Linked DNA regions of Mus musculus: regions 2, 3 and 4 are each linked to region 1. Evidence: chromatin contacts called from public HiChIP or PLAC-seq and promoter capture Hi-C data. All regions are on one chromosome and are shown on one strand. The core of a region is the stretch at or near the end of the contact, and the rest is flanking DNA. Distances in the headings are between cores, read along the strand shown.

Region 1 (3,881 bases), core at 666-3,165:
AAGGCTATTTGGGGAGGCAGCCCTGAATCTTCTCTGCCAAAGTGCCAAGAAAAGAAGTATTGAAACTTTTGTTGTTATTTTGGCTTGGTCAGTAAATTGGCCCTCGGAGTTAGGAAGAAGTGAAATGAAGAGAGTAAAAAACCAAGCAAGGTTCCAGCAACTCCAGAAGATAGGTAATAAATTACTCCTTATTCCTCCCGTTTCTCATTGCTCTCTTTCAATACCTCAACACCCCAACACTACACCTAGGCCAGGAGCCTCCTGCCAGACAAACTCTGCAAATGAAATTTTCAACTAGGAAAAAAAAAAAAAAAAAAAAACGGGCCTTGGGCCAAAATCCATTCAAATAAGCAAATACCCCACACAATAGTCTGATTCATCCCCAGGCCTAGTTATACAAGCCTGGCTCCGGGCGAGAAAATAAATATCGATATGTGTCCACACTGGGCACCGGGGAGAGTGACATGGTTAGGGACTGGAGAGATGGGGTTGAAGGACTCCTTGAGACAGACAAGAACCCCCCGCCCCCCATGTCCCACTTCTAATTTTAGGAAGGAAACAAAACTACTCACCTTCTGCGAGCCACGTCTCTTGGAAGTGACTGAGGTCCTGGAAGAGATCTGATGGGTGAATATTGGATTGGTGAAGAGGTGGCGATAATATGGGGAAGAGACCTGGCGAGCCCGGGTTACAGCCTCCCCACTGGTGATAAGGGACGGAGAAGAATGAGTGGTTTGACTTTTGGGGAAACGTGGGTTGGGGAAGTCCAGGATAAGGCTTTGGGATGGATGTACGTGGATTAAGCAGAGGGGTCGCAGTTTGTCTGTTTCTTTACCTTCTGAGTCGGAAGGCGGCAGGGAGCCCGGGTCCATGAGCTTTCCCTGCGGGACCATCAGCGCTTCGCCCAAGCTCCCATTTCCGGGAGATTTCTGCTGGAAGGAGGGGGGAAGAATGCCCCCGAATCACCCTGAGGAGTCTAGCTTGGGGTTGGGGGTGGGGTCCCGGGGTGGCTCAGGGGCCAGGCGGTCCTGGACCCACTGAGACCCCCCGGGAGGGGGCTGCGGGGCGAGTAGGGGCGGGGTGCGGGGCGGGGGCGGGCGTGGAGGCCGGCGCGGCGCTCACGCTGCAGAAGGTGTAGGGCACTCGCTGGTCCAAGTATCCGCCTTTCATCCTCCGCTCCATCCGGCCGCTCCCTCCGGCCACAGGGCCGGGCCCCCGCGCGGAGGCAGAGACCTGGGAGGGGGGAGGCAGTTCGCACACGGTCCCGGGAGCGCTGCGGGGGGGAGGGGGCGATCGCGAGGCTTTGGATCGGACAGCGAAACTTCTCCGACTCGCTGGGACCTGCGCGGCCGAGCGCCTCCACCGCCACTCCTCTCCCGCCAAAGGAGGTCCCACCTGCTCCCTTGAGCTGGGGTTGGTGTGTCTGCTTTCTGCAGCCCTGCTCAGCCCGAACTGGGTTACATAAGACGTGTGTGTGCGTGTGTGTGTGCGCGCGTGTGTGAGTGTGTGTGTGTGTATGTGGGCGCGCGCGCGCGGCGCACACCATTCGCACGCCCATAACTCAGGCGCCCCCTCCAGCCTCGAATCCCGACGCCTCCCACCCCCGCCCCGGAATGTGCGGAAGCGGGCGCCGAACAGAGAGAGTGTGGTGTGTGGGAGATGAAGCGGGGAAATCACAGACACTCTCCCTTCCTTCCCCTTCCGCAGCTTCACCTGAGGTCCGGGCGTCTGTGCCGGAGCCGCGGGGGGATGCTCAGCATGCCCGGGGGATGACACAACTAAGGTGGCGGGGCTAGGCCGGAGCGAGGCGGCCTGAGCCCCGGGTCCCCAGAGCCCCGGCTTGTTTTCCGGGCGCAGCAGACAGTTGTGAGCCCGGGGGAGCAGCTGATTGGTGCATTTCCTTTGCCTTGGCCTCCGTTCTCGCTCTTCCCCCGCCCCTCCCCACCGGTTCCCTTTGTTTCATTGACTTTTGTGAATGAAACCCCAGGGCCGGGCACGCCCGCCAATCCTCAGACTCGGCTAGCTGAGCTTGAGGGAGGAGTTTCCCAGCCACGAAGACCAATCAGAAAGTAGGGGCTGGCTCCTGGCTTCATTCACTTTTTGGACTTCCATTCATAAAAAAATAAACTCCTTTCGGCTTTAGTTCATTCATAAAGAATTGAGAAAAAAAGACGGAAGCTGAAGACCCGGCAGCTTCTCCACGGGTTCCAACCTGGGTTTTGGGTCTAAGGACCCCTGAGCTCCTTCCGCTGGCGTTAGCTCACGCCTCTGTGCATCTATACTTACGTGGGAGTGTGAACACGTCTGTGTGCCCTGGGGGGAGGGGGAGGCAAACGGACTTGTGCGCCCAGAGGAACCATAATAACTAGCATTTATGAAGCGCTCTGCCTCCACGTGCTAATTTCCTTCCCATAACGTGGTGCTGCGGAGCGGTTTCCATTTTACTTTACAAATGAAAATGGAAGAAAGCTAAGAAAGACACCATGGCCTCCTCACCTGAGGTAACTCAGCTTGTCACTGAGGGGCATTAGCGTTTCAAAGCCACCAAGGTCTTCTGTGCAGCCCTCTGAGACCCCGAGCTACTTGAAAACAAATGGAGGCACAGTTGGTGCTCAGTAAATGTAAACTGGCTCAAACCGGCTTTCTCACGGGTCTGTGATCTGTAGAGTTGCTTATTCTGTGACCCGCTTTATCATTCATTCGAGGCTTTGCCAACAAGAGGCTCAAGGATGTCTCTCTCGCTGCCATCTTACTCCTTATGATAGGAAGCAGAAATCCCAAGTGACTTGGTGATCAAAAGACAGGATGGGTTCCAATTTTGTCCAAGAGGTTGATCTTAGTGTTTGTCATTCGAGCATCACTGCCTTCAGTAAATATCTGCTGTGTCAGACATGGTGCTGGGCGCCAAGCAAGTGTGAGAAAGACTACCTCCCTTGGGATCTGGGTTGCTTTAGATGCCGTCACAAGGACCCACAGGCCCACAGGGCTGCTTTCAAAGTTCATCTGTCTAACCAAACAGTACTTCTGAGAAAGAAAAGGTGCATGCAATCTCTTCCAGCCTGTAGGAGTCAGAGAAGGGACAAAAACCTTAACCCCCTGGCACCTGAACTGGGCTCTTTCTGCCACACAAACTCCTCCCCTTTACCTACCAAACTGTTCTTTAAAGTTTGAACCTGCTGCCGCTCTCCTCTAGGGACCCCCCTTTTCATGAGAGCCTGGGTCAGTCCATATATATGGTGAGGTATCTTTCATTCTCTTCCCTGTTAGAGAAATCCCTATATAGTTATGGGGATCTCTGCGGGGGCCCAGAGGAGGACTCCTTCCTTGAGCCTCGCTCGCACTCAAGAGTTGCACAAAATGCCTGTCAGGTGAACAGCTACAATAAAAAGCTAAGTAATGGAGTTTTGCAGGCACCCTGCCCAAGGAAAGACAGGCAAGCCCAAGCAAATCCCGGCTTGGGGCGGATGGAGCCAGTTTAGGGAGGGGTGTGAGTTCCTAGACCAGGAGAAGTGGGGGAGGAAGGCAGGCAGTTCTAGGAAAAGATCTCTGATGTGGTCTCCATGAAGGTTCAGGTGGGTCCCTGAGTGAGCACTGGGTGCTCCAGTTGAGGCCTGTCCGGGGCTGCCTGTCTGACTCGGAGTTCCTCCACTTCTCTGGAGAGCCCTGGCTAGTTAATATTTCCTCTGCTTCCCAGGTCTGGCAGAGACCAAAGAAGCCTACCTCCCTATCTCTGGCTCAAGCTATAGACCCAGCAAGAGAACCAACTGCAGCTGCAGCTACAGCTGCCACACCTGCCCTGGCCTGGGACTGAACACTCAGATGATGATCAATGATCAATGACATTTCTCCAAAGGGAGCATTGGGACCTCTTCTCCAATGGA
Region 2 (3,991 bases), core at 163-2,662, 130 kb after region 1:
TGTCTTAGTTAGGGTTTCATTGCTGTGAAGAGACACCATGACCAAGATAACTCTTATAAAGGAACACATTTAACTGGGGCTGGCTTACAGTTTCAGAGGTTCAGTCCATTATCCCCATGACAGGAAGCATGGCAGCGGGCAGGCAGACGTGGTACTAGAGGAGCCATGAGTTCTACCTCTTGATCCAAAGGCAGCAGAAATGGGGGACTGAGTTCCACACTGGTTGGAGCTTGAGCATAGGAGAGAGAACTCAGAGCCTGTCCCTACAGTGACACATGTCATCTAACAAGGCCACACTTACCCCAACAAGACCATACCTCCTAGTAGCACCACTCCCTGTGAGCTGGGAGGTGGTCACTGGCAGACACAGATGTCCCTGTCTGATTACTTGGGACTGGAGCCCAAGCCTCACTCAGACTCATTCGTTCACAGAGCTCATAGATGTTTCTGGAAGACTGGGAAGAGTGGATAAGGTCAAGAATGGGGAAGGCACTGGACAACTCAGATACTGTGTTGTGGTTGCTACTCAGAAGTTGTGGAGCAAAAGTGAGAGAGGCCAGGAGGTGGCCATGGCATGACAACCAGACCTACCAGATACCAGTGTGGTGAACCAGGAGAAAGGATGACTCAGGGAGAAATGACAGGATTAGGAGAATGAATGGAAGCAGTGTGTGAATCCCACTTTGCAGAGCTGGGAACTAAAGTCCAAAGAATTTGTGTGACCTAGGTGGCGCTGAGATGTATCCCTTGTCTACTTGGATCTCAGCCCACTTTCCTGCCACACTGCCCCCTCTTCCAAATGGGCTTTGGTCTCTCACTGGGTTGGACACCTAAAAATGGAGTCCTTGGCGCTCCTCAATGCAGGACTCTCCTCCTCAGCACTGCCATTTTAGACCAAATAATTCTCACCATGTGCATATGCATCTTGGTGGGCACCACATCTCTCTTTCCACGAGAGTCCTGGGTATCGAATGCAGGTCAGCAGTAAGAACCATGTTGTTGGTACCCAGATTTCTTTCATAAATAATTCCTGAAGAATGTGTTCTGTCATCTGTCTGGAAAGGCCTAGTAGTTTAGATGGGTGGTACTAGGGAGCGCTGAGCAAAATTCCAGTACCCTTCTGTTCTATCCGTGGGGTTCTCTGGCTGTGGCTTGGGTCTAAAAACACAGACCTCCAATGTCTTTGAGGTCCTGATTCTCTGTACTGGGGGTCAGGCCTGGTACCTGCACGTGCTAATGCCTGACACACAATATAGACAGTATCCAAGTTATATCCAAGTTATAGTCAAGATTTCTCCATCCTCCCTAAGAATTAATTCCACCATGCAGTTCCACATGTGTCCGCCAGGTGGCGATGGTCAACCATAGTTCTCACAAAGCAACCCTAAAGAGGGCTATGTGCCTTCTGTGGTAGTGGAATGTTCTAGAGAGCCAGTATTTTGCATCCTGGCTCCGTGTCGTGCATAGACTTCACACCAATGTGATTATCCCTCACTCTTTGTTGCTCTCTGTCGCCAAGCCTTTCAGCAGCCCAAAGCTGGGAGCTACCAACTAAATCAGTACTAAAGTACTGGTTACTACTGTGTCTGGAATCACTGAATTATCAGCACTGAAAGGGACTTTAGAAGGTTGGGCATTGTAAGTCTTAAACTAAAAACAAATAAACAAACAAAACAAAACAAAAAAAATGGTATGATCTTGGACAAGCTCTCTAACCTCTCTGCCTCAATGTCTTTGTCTAAAGTGGGATAAAAATGTCTTGCTTATGCAGTTGTTAAAGAGAACGTGCCTATAACAGATGTTTGCTACAAACTTGTGTCACTATTTAGTTTTACACAAGGGCAAGCAGAGGCTGGGCAAGGGCAAGTGGCTTGCCCAAGTCACACACACAGGGAGAGACTGCTGGATGAGAGCCTCATTTCCTGTTCCCTGACCCTCACCCTTCCACAGTGTGTGTGTGTGTGTGTGTGTGTGTGTGTGTGTGTGTGTGTGCACAAATGTTTGTGTGTGAGAGTGAGCATTTGTGTGGCGTCCAGAAGTCAACTTCAGGTGTTGTTCCTCAGAAGCCGTTAATCTTGGGTTGTTTGTTTGTTTGTTTGTTGTGTGTGTATGTGTATTTGAATGTGTGTGAGAGCATGCATATAAGTGTGAGGTCAGAGGACTTCAGATGTCCATCCTTGTCTCCCGTCTTGTCTCTCTTCTTTACCCTGAGATACCTCCATTCCCCACCCCGCTTCAGGAGTGGCCTCTGAGTCCACACTCGGTAGTCAGGCCAGTACAACACCTCTGTGCACTGAGCCATCCCCTCAGCCTCTGCCTTGATTTTGAGATGGGAGTGTTCACTGGGACCTGATCTCACTAGTTAGGCTCAGCTGACTGGCCAGTGAACCCCAGGAATCTACCATGTCGTCCAGGCAAGCATTTGTTGGCTGAAACTATGTCTCAGCCCTTCTCCTGTTCAATGTTCTAGTCTTGGTTTTGTTCCCGTATAAGGGAAAATCAAAATTCTAGAAGACAAGGACAAATGGCTTTTACTGCAGTGAGCTCTCCCTGAGGGCAGGAAGAGCCTACTGCTGGCCTGGCCTCAGAGGTCCTAATGAGAGCCTTTCACTGGCTCTGGGGGTGAGGGTAAAGGTCTACCCTGAGCCATGGTCTTTGCCTCTAGGCAGCCAGATGGGGTCAGGCTGGAACATCAGAAGAGCAGCTAGTCCAGCGTCAGCCCTCAGGGGGACCAGAGAGAGCCATGAGATGAGATACCACACAGGGAGCAGCTCTGCAGAGGAAGTCAGGGCTCTAACACTTCACTCCAAGCTGGCTGGCCAGGATGGGGCCGACTCAGCACTCTGTTCTGTTTCTAGATGCTATTGGGGTTTTGAGACATCTCTCCCTCATTTGTAAATAAAAGGAATTAAATGGCATTATTTGGGATGTTCTTCTGGCTCCCAGGATCCCTGTGTGTTGCTGTCAGCTTTGGCCAAGAGCATCGGCGAAAAGGCCAGCATGGGAGGCAACCACAGCACAGTGAAGGGAGGATAATATTTACCTCCCATGTTCACATTCATCGAGGCGTCTTGGCACGGGTGCCCTCATGGGGACTCTGGCCCAAACAGGGAGCCTCAGCTGTCCTCTGAAACAGATCTGCCACTTGCACCCTGCCCCACCCCGCCACCCCCACCCCGAGCCTGGTCTCATTTGTTGTCTTCATTTTTAGACACATTCCAAACTTTTCAGCAAATTACAATGTTTGCCAACTGGCCGTCTGGGGCTCAGGAGAGACTATTTATAGAGCATTGGGATGCTGCCATCCTAGAGAGGCCTGGTAAGAAACTGGGCGAGTGCTGTGCCCAGAAGTGGTATCATGTGGCCTGGGGGAGAATGAGGCTCCAGGAGCAGGGAGCCAAGCTGGATCTACGGTCCGGGGAACATCAGGAGCCACCTCTTGCTGCCTCCAGGCCCCCAGGATGCGTCAGTACAAGCTCAGTTAAGGTCCAGACTCATAAGGGGATCAGCTCTTGGTTGTGGGGCTACTGCCCCATCTTGGTTGATTCATTTTCCCCTCACATGTTCCTTGGAGGGTCAAGTCACCATGGCCAGCCTTGATTTTCCCCATCTGTACAGTGGGTGGATGTAAGTTCCACATGTCTCTAGCCATGTGTATGAGGCCTCAGTCATGTCTACCGTGCAGCAGATACATAATAAATGTTGTCTTCCCATCCTGCTCAGGGATGGGCACTGTGGCATCCAAGGGGAAAGAAGAAATACATACGGTCTCTCTTCTCCAGATACTCTGTCCCAGGCTGAGACCCAGCATGCAGGTGAGGCATGTCCCAGGGATAGCACAGGCTACCCACAAACTATTCGACATGCTGCCGGGTACAAACACTAGAGCACCTGAAGGTCCCCTGTGGCTTCCTAAGGGACAAATGTGCCATGCCCCTCCACTCAAGAAAATGGCACACACCAGGAATGCCAAGAGTCTTGTGCAAGGTCA
Region 3 (3,881 bases), core at 880-3,379, 180 kb after region 1:
GGAGGTTAATTGAAGGTAATAAATCAGGACAGCTGCTGTGGAGGAGCGGGGTAGAAGGGCAGGTGGTAGGGATAAGAATTCATTAGACTTGAAAGCGACCAAAGGCGGCGCGTCCAACCCCCTCATTATCACAGGTCCAGGCTGAGAAAAGAACTTGCCCCAAAGGCAGGGCTGGGCTGCTTGCGGGGGGGGGGCGGGGGGGGCTACCTAGGATGCCAGGGCTCTCTGGCTCCCGCAAGGGTGAAAGTGATCTGTTATAGGACCCCAGGTGGGGGCGGGGCGGTGGCGAGTAGAGGGCCTTTCGCTCTTCACTCGCGACTTGGGTCGGAGTTCTGACCCAAAACCTATAGCTTTTGCTACCACAAGCATTTGTTTAGCACCTGCTGTATACCAGACTCTCTTGTTCTGTGTACCTTGAGCTGGTTACTCAAGGGTGGCTGGATCTGACTTAGAGTCTGTTCTCCGGGGAAGGAGATTGGGTTGGATGCCCAGCCATATCTTCTAGGTCTGATGCCTGCCCTCCTCTCTTGGACATGCTCTATCTCCTACCATGAGCTTAGATGGATGGGAGGCTTTTAACTAATCCATGTGTGGGTCCTGTCTACCTCCAAAAGTTCCATGGTGTCAGGATCAATATGACATAAAAGGAAAAAAAAAATCCCAGTACCAAAGCCAGAGGGGCAGAGGCCAGGATGCACCTTCACGGGGGGGGGGGGGGCACAACAGGGGGGAGGTGTAGGCCTTGCCACCCTTCTGTGGCTGGCTTAATTTACTCACCCCTGCAGAGGTGGTATGTGGGGGAGGCCTGTTTGCCCAGGGAAGGACTAGTTTTGGGGCTTTCCAAGAATAGTGCCCTTAGGTCAAGCACTTCCTCTGCAAAAACGTGACTGCATTGCATGCTCCTTTGGGGTGGCCCTTTCCTCCACATCCCTTACTGGCTAGGAGACAGGAGGGACAGCATGTGGTGGCAAGCTGGAAAATGAGCTCTCCTCCCACACAAATGGTGACCAGCAAGGTCATTTCTCTGGAGTGTCCCTCCAGCTGCCACCCCACCCCATTCATTGCTGCTAGTTCCGTGCGTGATACCCCCACCCCCACCCCAGGCATCTCTCTGTGCTGGCTCTGCCTCCACAGTTTCTGCTGTCCTCAGGAATGAGGCAAAGCTGGGGTCAGGGTGCAAGCTCAGGGCAAGTGGTGCCACCTGTGCTCATACAGGGGACATTTCACTCAGCTGCCCCTCATGTCACATGCCACCTACAAACCCTGTTCTTTTAATGCTAACCCTCTGGGCTCATTGAGCAGACCCTGGGCAAGGGGGAACTAAAGGGATTCCTCCTGGCTTCAGGTTCCCACCCAAACCCAATCTAGGGTTGCCTTGCATCTGGATCAAACCAGCTTCCAGTCTCAGCTCTTCTTACTCCCAGGTGACTTTATCTCAGGAGCCTCTCGGTTTCTCCATCTTCAAGCTGGGGCCTTCTTTACCTCATGTGGTGGTCATGTGGGATATAGTACAGCCATGGATGGCATCTGGCATCCAGCCTCACCATATCACTTCCCCACTGGTCAGCAGCTAGATCTGACCTGTGTCCTCATCCTTAGGAGGAGATTCTCTGGACCATCATACAAGCCCATGCCCGTGTTAATGCCAGCTTCGGCTGACCTCAGCCTCCACCCTGCCTTGGGTGCTCTCTACCAGCCCCCCAATGCTGCCCTCCAGGTTCTAATGCTGTGCTAGTATTCTTCCAGGCAAATGTGTCCCTGCCCTGATGTAGCAGAGGCTAGCCACCCACACAAACCTCTGAAGAAGATGCTAAAACCACCCCAGTCACCTCCCAGGACCCCCCCCCCCACTAATGTGCTTCTTCATCCCGTACCTTTGGCGTCATAGGGATGGTGGGGAGGTCTGCCTCCATTCTCCGCCCGGTTCATGGTCTGGTTGTTCTCAGGAGGAGGCTCGGGGTACTCTCCAAGCCCTGGGATGACCTCTGTGGCATCATTCCTGAAGGCTTGCCACCCCTGGCCCTCCACAGCACAGAAGGCAGCGTGCACAAGTAGGCAGATGAGGCACGGGGCTAGTGAGGGCTGCATGCTGCCAGGTGGAGGAGGGCACTCGGTAGCACAGGCTCCAGTGTCCAGCCTAGATACGGTTGCCTTTTTAAAGCCCCCTCTGCCTCATGCCAGCCAATAAGGACGGGCTGGAGCAGGGCTGGTCCCATGTTTCCTCACCCTCCTCCTCACGGGGGTGGGGTGGGGGGGGTGGAGAAGGGGTGTGCTTAGCGTCAGCCCTCCCAAGACTTCTCAAGCTCAGTAAACTTCCAAATTGCTGCTGGCACCTCCCAGGTGACCCGAGGAGTGTGTGTTGGGGGGGGGGGCGTTGGTGAGGCAGGGACACAGCCAGCTCTCCCAGTACCTCCCACGGGCAGGGCAGTCAGGCTGTGGTTTTCAGATATCAAAATGAGCTTGGCTTTTAATTGTCTGGCTCCCTGGGCCCCTCAGGCATTCTCAAAACAAACTGTGGGCCAGCTTAACAAAGGAAACAAGTGGGGCTTCTACAGAAGGCGGAATCCAGCTTGACCAAATTCCTCTAGCCAAGGTCATTTGTTACCCCTGCCAGCTAATGGTCTTAGTTAAAGGTGTTTGCTCCCCCCACCCACCCAGAGGCAGAAGGATGCCTTTTTGGGGGGTTGGGGGCAGATTCTGGGGACTCTAACCTAGGGTCTCACGCTTGCTGTGCAAGCACCCTACTATTGAAGTATGACCCAGCCCTGGGAAGGATGCCTTTAAAGGAATCCCATTGACCCCAGCTCCACATTGCTCAGCACCTACAATTCTGACCAAGGAGATCTCTCTTGAATTTCTCTTCAAAACCAGTGGGAGAGGCAACCACCAGGCAAGAGGGACCTGGGCTCCATTACATGTGATTCTTAGCCAGGGAACTCATGGTGACTTATAGGCTGGTGTGCCAAAGGCAGTTCCTTCCCTGGCCAGGCTTCTTGCGGCCAACACAGAATTTCATTTCTTAGCAAAAAATCATTTCCCTCATTATTTCTTAGCTTATTACATTACCCCCCCCCCCGTGTGTCTGTGTGGGTGCATGGGAGACCTGAGGAGGTGTCTTTCTCAGTCATTCTCCCAAGTTATTCCCTGAGACAGGATCTCTGACTGAGACATTTAGGTTAGGCTGGCTAGCTGGCCAGTAAGCCCCCAGAATCCACCTGCCTTTCCCCTCAACTCTGAGGTTAGAAGGTTATTTTTCCACATGGTTGCTGGGGATTCGAACTCATGTCTTCATGCTTGTACAGCAAGCACTCTTACCATATCATCTCCCCAGCCTCTTATGGTATCACAAACAGCTCTGGGTCCTAGATGTAAGATCCAAGGGATGGATATATATATATAAATCAGAAAGCCATCTCAGGTCTATCTAAGCACAAAGAAATCCAATGCTCAGCCTGCAGTAGCAGGAGGGCCATGCCACAGGGAGAAGGAGAGGAGGGAGGGTTCACACCTGAGGTGCAAAAGGAGGAGGGGCTGGCGGAAGCTGCACTGAGACAGAAGGTTGGAGGACTCCCCAGCCCTGGAGGAAGACTGGGAAGGAGGCTGTGGTCCGCCTAGCCCGCTGTGGTATGCTAACTGGGTAATGAATCAGTGTCGTCCACCTGCAGAGCTTCTGCAAGGCTCTGCCACCTGCCTCGACTTGTAAGTGGCCGGTCCATCTGTGGCGATCTGCCTGGGTCCTCCTTTTCATCTTCTGTCACCCACACATCAATGCAGCTGCTCTGACAGCTTTACAAGGCAGACAGAAGTCCCCTCAGGAAGGGGACTCTGATACCTGCTTCCTAAGTCAGTTTCCTTCGGGGCAGACAAAACCAGCTGTGGCC
Region 4 (3,522 bases), core at 877-3,376, 240 kb after region 1:
ACACCTACCTAGCATGTACAAGACTTCAGGTTTGAATCCAAGCAACACACACACACACACACACACACACACACACACACACACACTAAAGGGAGAAGAAGGAGGGGAAGCAACCCCTCTCTCTTCATCCTCAGCCTCCCAACCTCTGATGTCCCCAGCTAGGCAGTGGCTACAAGGTGAGTTAGAGCCTTTTCTGGGCTTCGGGTTGTGCGCCACCTTAAGCCAAAACATTAAAATCTGGGACTTACATCCTCAGCAAGGGCCATGGCGCTGTGGAGGACTGGGGTTGGACTCTGCCTCTCATAATAGCGGAGTTTCTCATGAATCTGCAAAGACATTTGATTTCTGCTTTTACCCTAAATACCATACACAGCACCCAGGGTTGTGGTGACACCTAGGGCCACAGGCTGGGTCCCCTCCATAGCAGCATATTTGGAAAGCCCTGACTAATGAGTTAGAAACCTTCCAGGGGCAGGGGAGTGGCTGAGATGGCACAGAAAGAGCCTCCCTTAGGGATGGGGGTGGGGGGTGGCTGAGCCAGCGGGGGTTCACCTTCATTAAATAACTGAGGCTCTTCTCACTGAAGACATCTCTCAGGAAGCCCATCTCCTCCCTGTGGTTGGAGTCAGGCCTGAGCTGAGAGGTGAGCAGTGCCAGGGTCTCATGCAAACCTGAGGAAGAGCCAGAGAAACAAGGTCCAGTAACAGTGGCACTTCCTGTCCTTGAAAAGTCTCGCAGACAACACTCCCATCCTGCCTTGACACCGTTCACCCTGCAGGCTCAGGCCTGCCGGGCAACAGATCGGTCAGAGGCAGCTGCTACAGCACTGGTCCTGCTTATGGTTTGGTTTTCTCCAATCCTGGGAGGCCCCCCGAAGCTGCAGCCCAGGTTAAGGACACTCACCCGAGTCTTCAGACAGTACTGGCATGCCTGTGCCCAGCAGGTCCCCAGCTGTCCCTACAGTTTGTGTGGGTGGGAGAGGAATCTCTCAGTAATGAACACACATCACCAGGATCTGCTTATGACCTCTGTGAGGACAGAAGAAATAAGATGGGGGGTGGGGGGGAGAAACAGTCACTTTTTGGGGAGGAGGTTGGGCAGGGAGCAAGACTTCTTGGGCGCCCCCAATACACTAAAGATGCTGCTCTTTTCTGACTATGCAGAAAGCCTTAAAGGATGAACACCAATGCACCCATTTTACTGATTAGGAAACAGAGACTGGGCATCCCTAAATAACTTTTGAACCAGAATAGGTACTCAGATCACTTCTTCCAGACTGACCTTGGCCTAAAGTCCCCCTGCTTGTGCGGTATGCTCTCGACCACAAGCTCTGTCCTCTCTATTGCTGGTACCTTCCAAGAGTGCTTGCTCAAGTCTCAATATCCCTTCAACAAGTACCTGGTTAAGGCCTGCAAGAGCTCCCACCGCCGACCCCACCTCCAGCCCCCAACCCAAAGAGAGCCTCCAGTCTGAAGACAGAAGAAGTGAGAGCGGAGTTTCTGTTCTACCGGAAGCAGGTACCCTATCTCAAGAGCTCCCCTCCCCAGGTGCTCTGTAGCACGTGGACCTCAAAAAAGTCCTCCTTCAGAGAGGGACAAGGACTCATGATTCATTCATTCGACAGACATGGAGCCAGCCCGCTGCGTGGAGCACCAGTCACATCGAAGGCAGAAGAATGGTACCCGACCCCCGCCCCCACGCCGGGCTCACCCCTCGGCGGCTTCCAGCTGCGGCCCCCGACTGCCCCCGACTTCCCCACACAAACACACACTCCCGGCTCCAGCCGGTTTCCCAGAGGAGCTGGGGGGGGGGGAGCAAACCCCCGAGGTGGGGGGAGATGGGATGCAGAGCGGCGGGAATGAGCGGGGCGCACGGGATGCGCGGACGCCGAGCAGTGAAGGGGACCGCGGGCTGGGAACGGAGCCCCGCCGGGGAGGGTGGGCCGCAAGGCAGTGGTGCACCCGAGGGGCGGGTCTCCGCTCCCCCTCCCCTCCCCGCCGCGCACCAGGTCCCTTGTGTGCCACGCGCTGCTTCTTACCTCGTCGCGCCAGGATCTGGGATCGGTGACCCGGAGCCGCGCGGGAGCCACCAGCCTCCGCTGCTACTGGCTCCGCCTCCGCCGGCCCCTCCCTGTCGCGGCGCGCGGGGTCGGGGCAGCGCGCACGGGCGGGGGCGCAGCGCGGGCCCGGAGGGGTGGAGCGCGGCCCCGCAGGCCCCCCTCGCAGGCCCCGCCCAGCGCCCCCGGCTCCCGGTGGACACCTGCTCCGCCGAGAATCCGATTTTGCAAACATTGATTGAGAGCCCCGCAAGTGCCAGGCACTGTGCCAGGGGCTGGAGCTTCAAAGCCAAACGAGGAAGAGAGGCTGTGCTGGGTCATTAGCAAGCCGAGCAGGGGGCGGGGGGCGGGGGAGGGGGGCGGGAGAGGGGTGTGCAGCGGGCAGCAGCCCGGCCAACCCGTGGCAACAATGCTACGTGCTGCGAAAGATTTATCGGTGCACGCTGCCCTGGGGACGGGGAGGCGCGAGGGAGGAGAAGTACGCCTGGGAAGAAGGCAGCTGGATGCTGCCTGCCTGGGTGGGAGGAGGTAGGGCTGAATAAGAGAAAAAAAAGAAAAAAGAAAGAAAGAAAGAAAAAAAAAAGAAAAGAAAAAAGACTCTAGTGTCCCAGGCTTTACTGGGGCGGGGGCTGGGGGAGGAGGTGCGGTGGCTCCGAAATAGCTGGTTTCTATTGTGCTCCCTCTATCCCCATATACTCCTAGGATTACCGATTATTAGCCTCAGATAGAGAGCCAAAATTATTTCCTCGCTTCAGTTAAAGAAACTGATGTGTATGCAGGAAGCAGTAGAAAGGTACCACTGTGTGAGTGAGCAGTGGTGTGGTGTAGGGGTCTTAGAGGATGAGACGTGGTCTGGTGGGTGTGTCCCCTCCCTTCAAATAACAGCATCAAAGAACAGCGCATTCTAAGCCGGTTAGGAGGCACATGTCCCAGAGAGGTAGGCAGTCGACAGTCTTTGCAGCTTGCAGTGAACAGGCAGGCTGTAAGAGGGCAGCAAATGTCACCAAGAAATTTCCCTTCGTCCCTCAAGCTGCTCCAAATTGTGTCTATGAGTCACCTGAGGCTTGTGGGGCAAGTAGTATCAGTCTACATTTATGACAGGCCCCAGTGACGTGATATGGGTAGACAGACAGCAGGCCCCATTTAGAGCAGAGAAAAACTAAGAAATGGTCTTGGTTAGGTTTTCTACTGCTGCGTTGAAACACCATGACCAAAAGGCAAGTTGGGGAGGGAAGGGTTTACCTGGTTTACACTTCCATCACAGGAGGAAGTCAGGACAGGAACTCAAGCAGGGATAGAACCTGGAGGCAGGAGATGATGCAGAGGCCATGGAGGGGTGCTGCTTATTGGCTTGTTTCCCGTGGCTTTCTCAGTCTGCTTTCTTGTAGAACCCAGGACCACCAGGCCAAGGATGCCACCACACACAACGGTCAGGGCCCTCCCCACTTGATCACTAACTGAGATCC

What was found. HiChIP or PLAC-seq counts read pairs in DNA pulled down with a chosen protein or histone mark. Capture Hi-C pulls out chosen DNA fragments and counts their contacts.
Region 2: an H3K4me3 HiChIP or PLAC-seq map of bone marrow-derived macrophages shows a contact between it and region 1, with 5 times the contacts expected there. The contact joins the enhancer-like site here to the promoter of Etv4 in region 1. A contact is called at or near these places in 21 of 39 promoter capture datasets (the 3T3-L1 cell line, 3T3-L1-derived adipocytes, the HPC-7 cell line and 11 more), 5 of 484 Hi-C or Micro-C datasets (bone marrow-derived macrophages, common lymphoid progenitors, embryonic fibroblasts and 2 more), 27 of 115 datasets of contacts at active chromatin or transcription factors (the 230-238 cell line, bone marrow-derived macrophages, craniofacial prominence and 14 more) and 3 of 9 other capture datasets (adipose tissue, liver and macrophages).
Region 3: a contact with region 1 is called in an RNA polymerase II HiChIP or PLAC-seq map of embryonic stem cells, with 22 read pairs. The contact joins the promoter of Sost here to the promoter of Etv4 in region 1. A contact is called at or near these places in 9 of 39 promoter capture datasets (3T3-L1-derived adipocytes, the HPC-7 cell line, cranial neural crest and 5 more), 2 of 15 datasets of contacts at CTCF or cohesin (the NIH/3T3 cell line and large pre-B cells), 1 of 484 Hi-C or Micro-C datasets (nephron progenitors), 21 of 115 datasets of contacts at active chromatin or transcription factors (the 230-238 cell line, bone marrow-derived macrophages, craniofacial prominence and 11 more) and 4 of 9 other capture datasets (adipose tissue, liver, macrophages and 1 more).
Region 4: a contact with region 1 is called in a promoter capture Hi-C map of adipose tissue. The contact joins the promoter of Mpp3 here to the promoter of Etv4 in region 1. A contact is called at or near these places in 2 of 484 Hi-C or Micro-C datasets (cortical neurons and embryonic stem cells), 2 of 115 datasets of contacts at active chromatin or transcription factors (embryonic stem cells and pancreatic cancer cells) and 1 of 9 other capture datasets (adipose tissue).

Annotation. Positions count from the first base shown.
Region 1 is chr11:101,783,395-101,787,275 of GRCm38.p6, forward strand. It overlaps Etv4 (ets variant 4), which reads right to left and starts at 1,916. Exons shown (of 13, transcript NM_001316365.1): 1 at 1,714-1,916; 2 at 1,123-1,233; 3 at 836-929; 4 at 573-620. The coding sequence starts at 1,182. Gm39392 (a long non-coding RNA gene) reads left to right here and starts at 1,927. Exons shown (of 3, transcript XR_880221.3): 1 at 1,927-3,881.
Region 2 is chr11:101,918,474-101,922,464 of GRCm38.p6, forward strand. No RefSeq gene overlaps it. Among named protein-coding and RNA genes, the nearest start is that of Gm33662, 18 kb to the right of the region's middle. Within about 2 kb of position 1,413, at least 28 of the 459 cell types and tissues checked have an H3K27ac peak or open chromatin away from gene starts, as enhancers often do. A contact at or near this core is called in bone marrow-derived macrophages, embryonic limb bud and trophoblast stem cells, where this site is marked.
Region 3 is chr11:101,964,886-101,968,766 of GRCm38.p6, forward strand. It overlaps Sost (sclerostin), which reads right to left and starts at 2,130. Exons shown (of 2, transcript NM_024449.6): 1 at 1,875-2,130. The coding sequence starts at 2,088.
Region 4 is chr11:102,024,829-102,028,350 of GRCm38.p6, forward strand. Mpp3 (membrane protein, palmitoylated 3 (MAGUK p55 subfamily member 3)) reads right to left here and starts at 2,127. Exons shown (of 19, transcript NM_007863.2): 1 at 2,039-2,127; 2 at 904-1,028; 3 at 553-671; 4 at 249-326. The coding sequence starts at 928.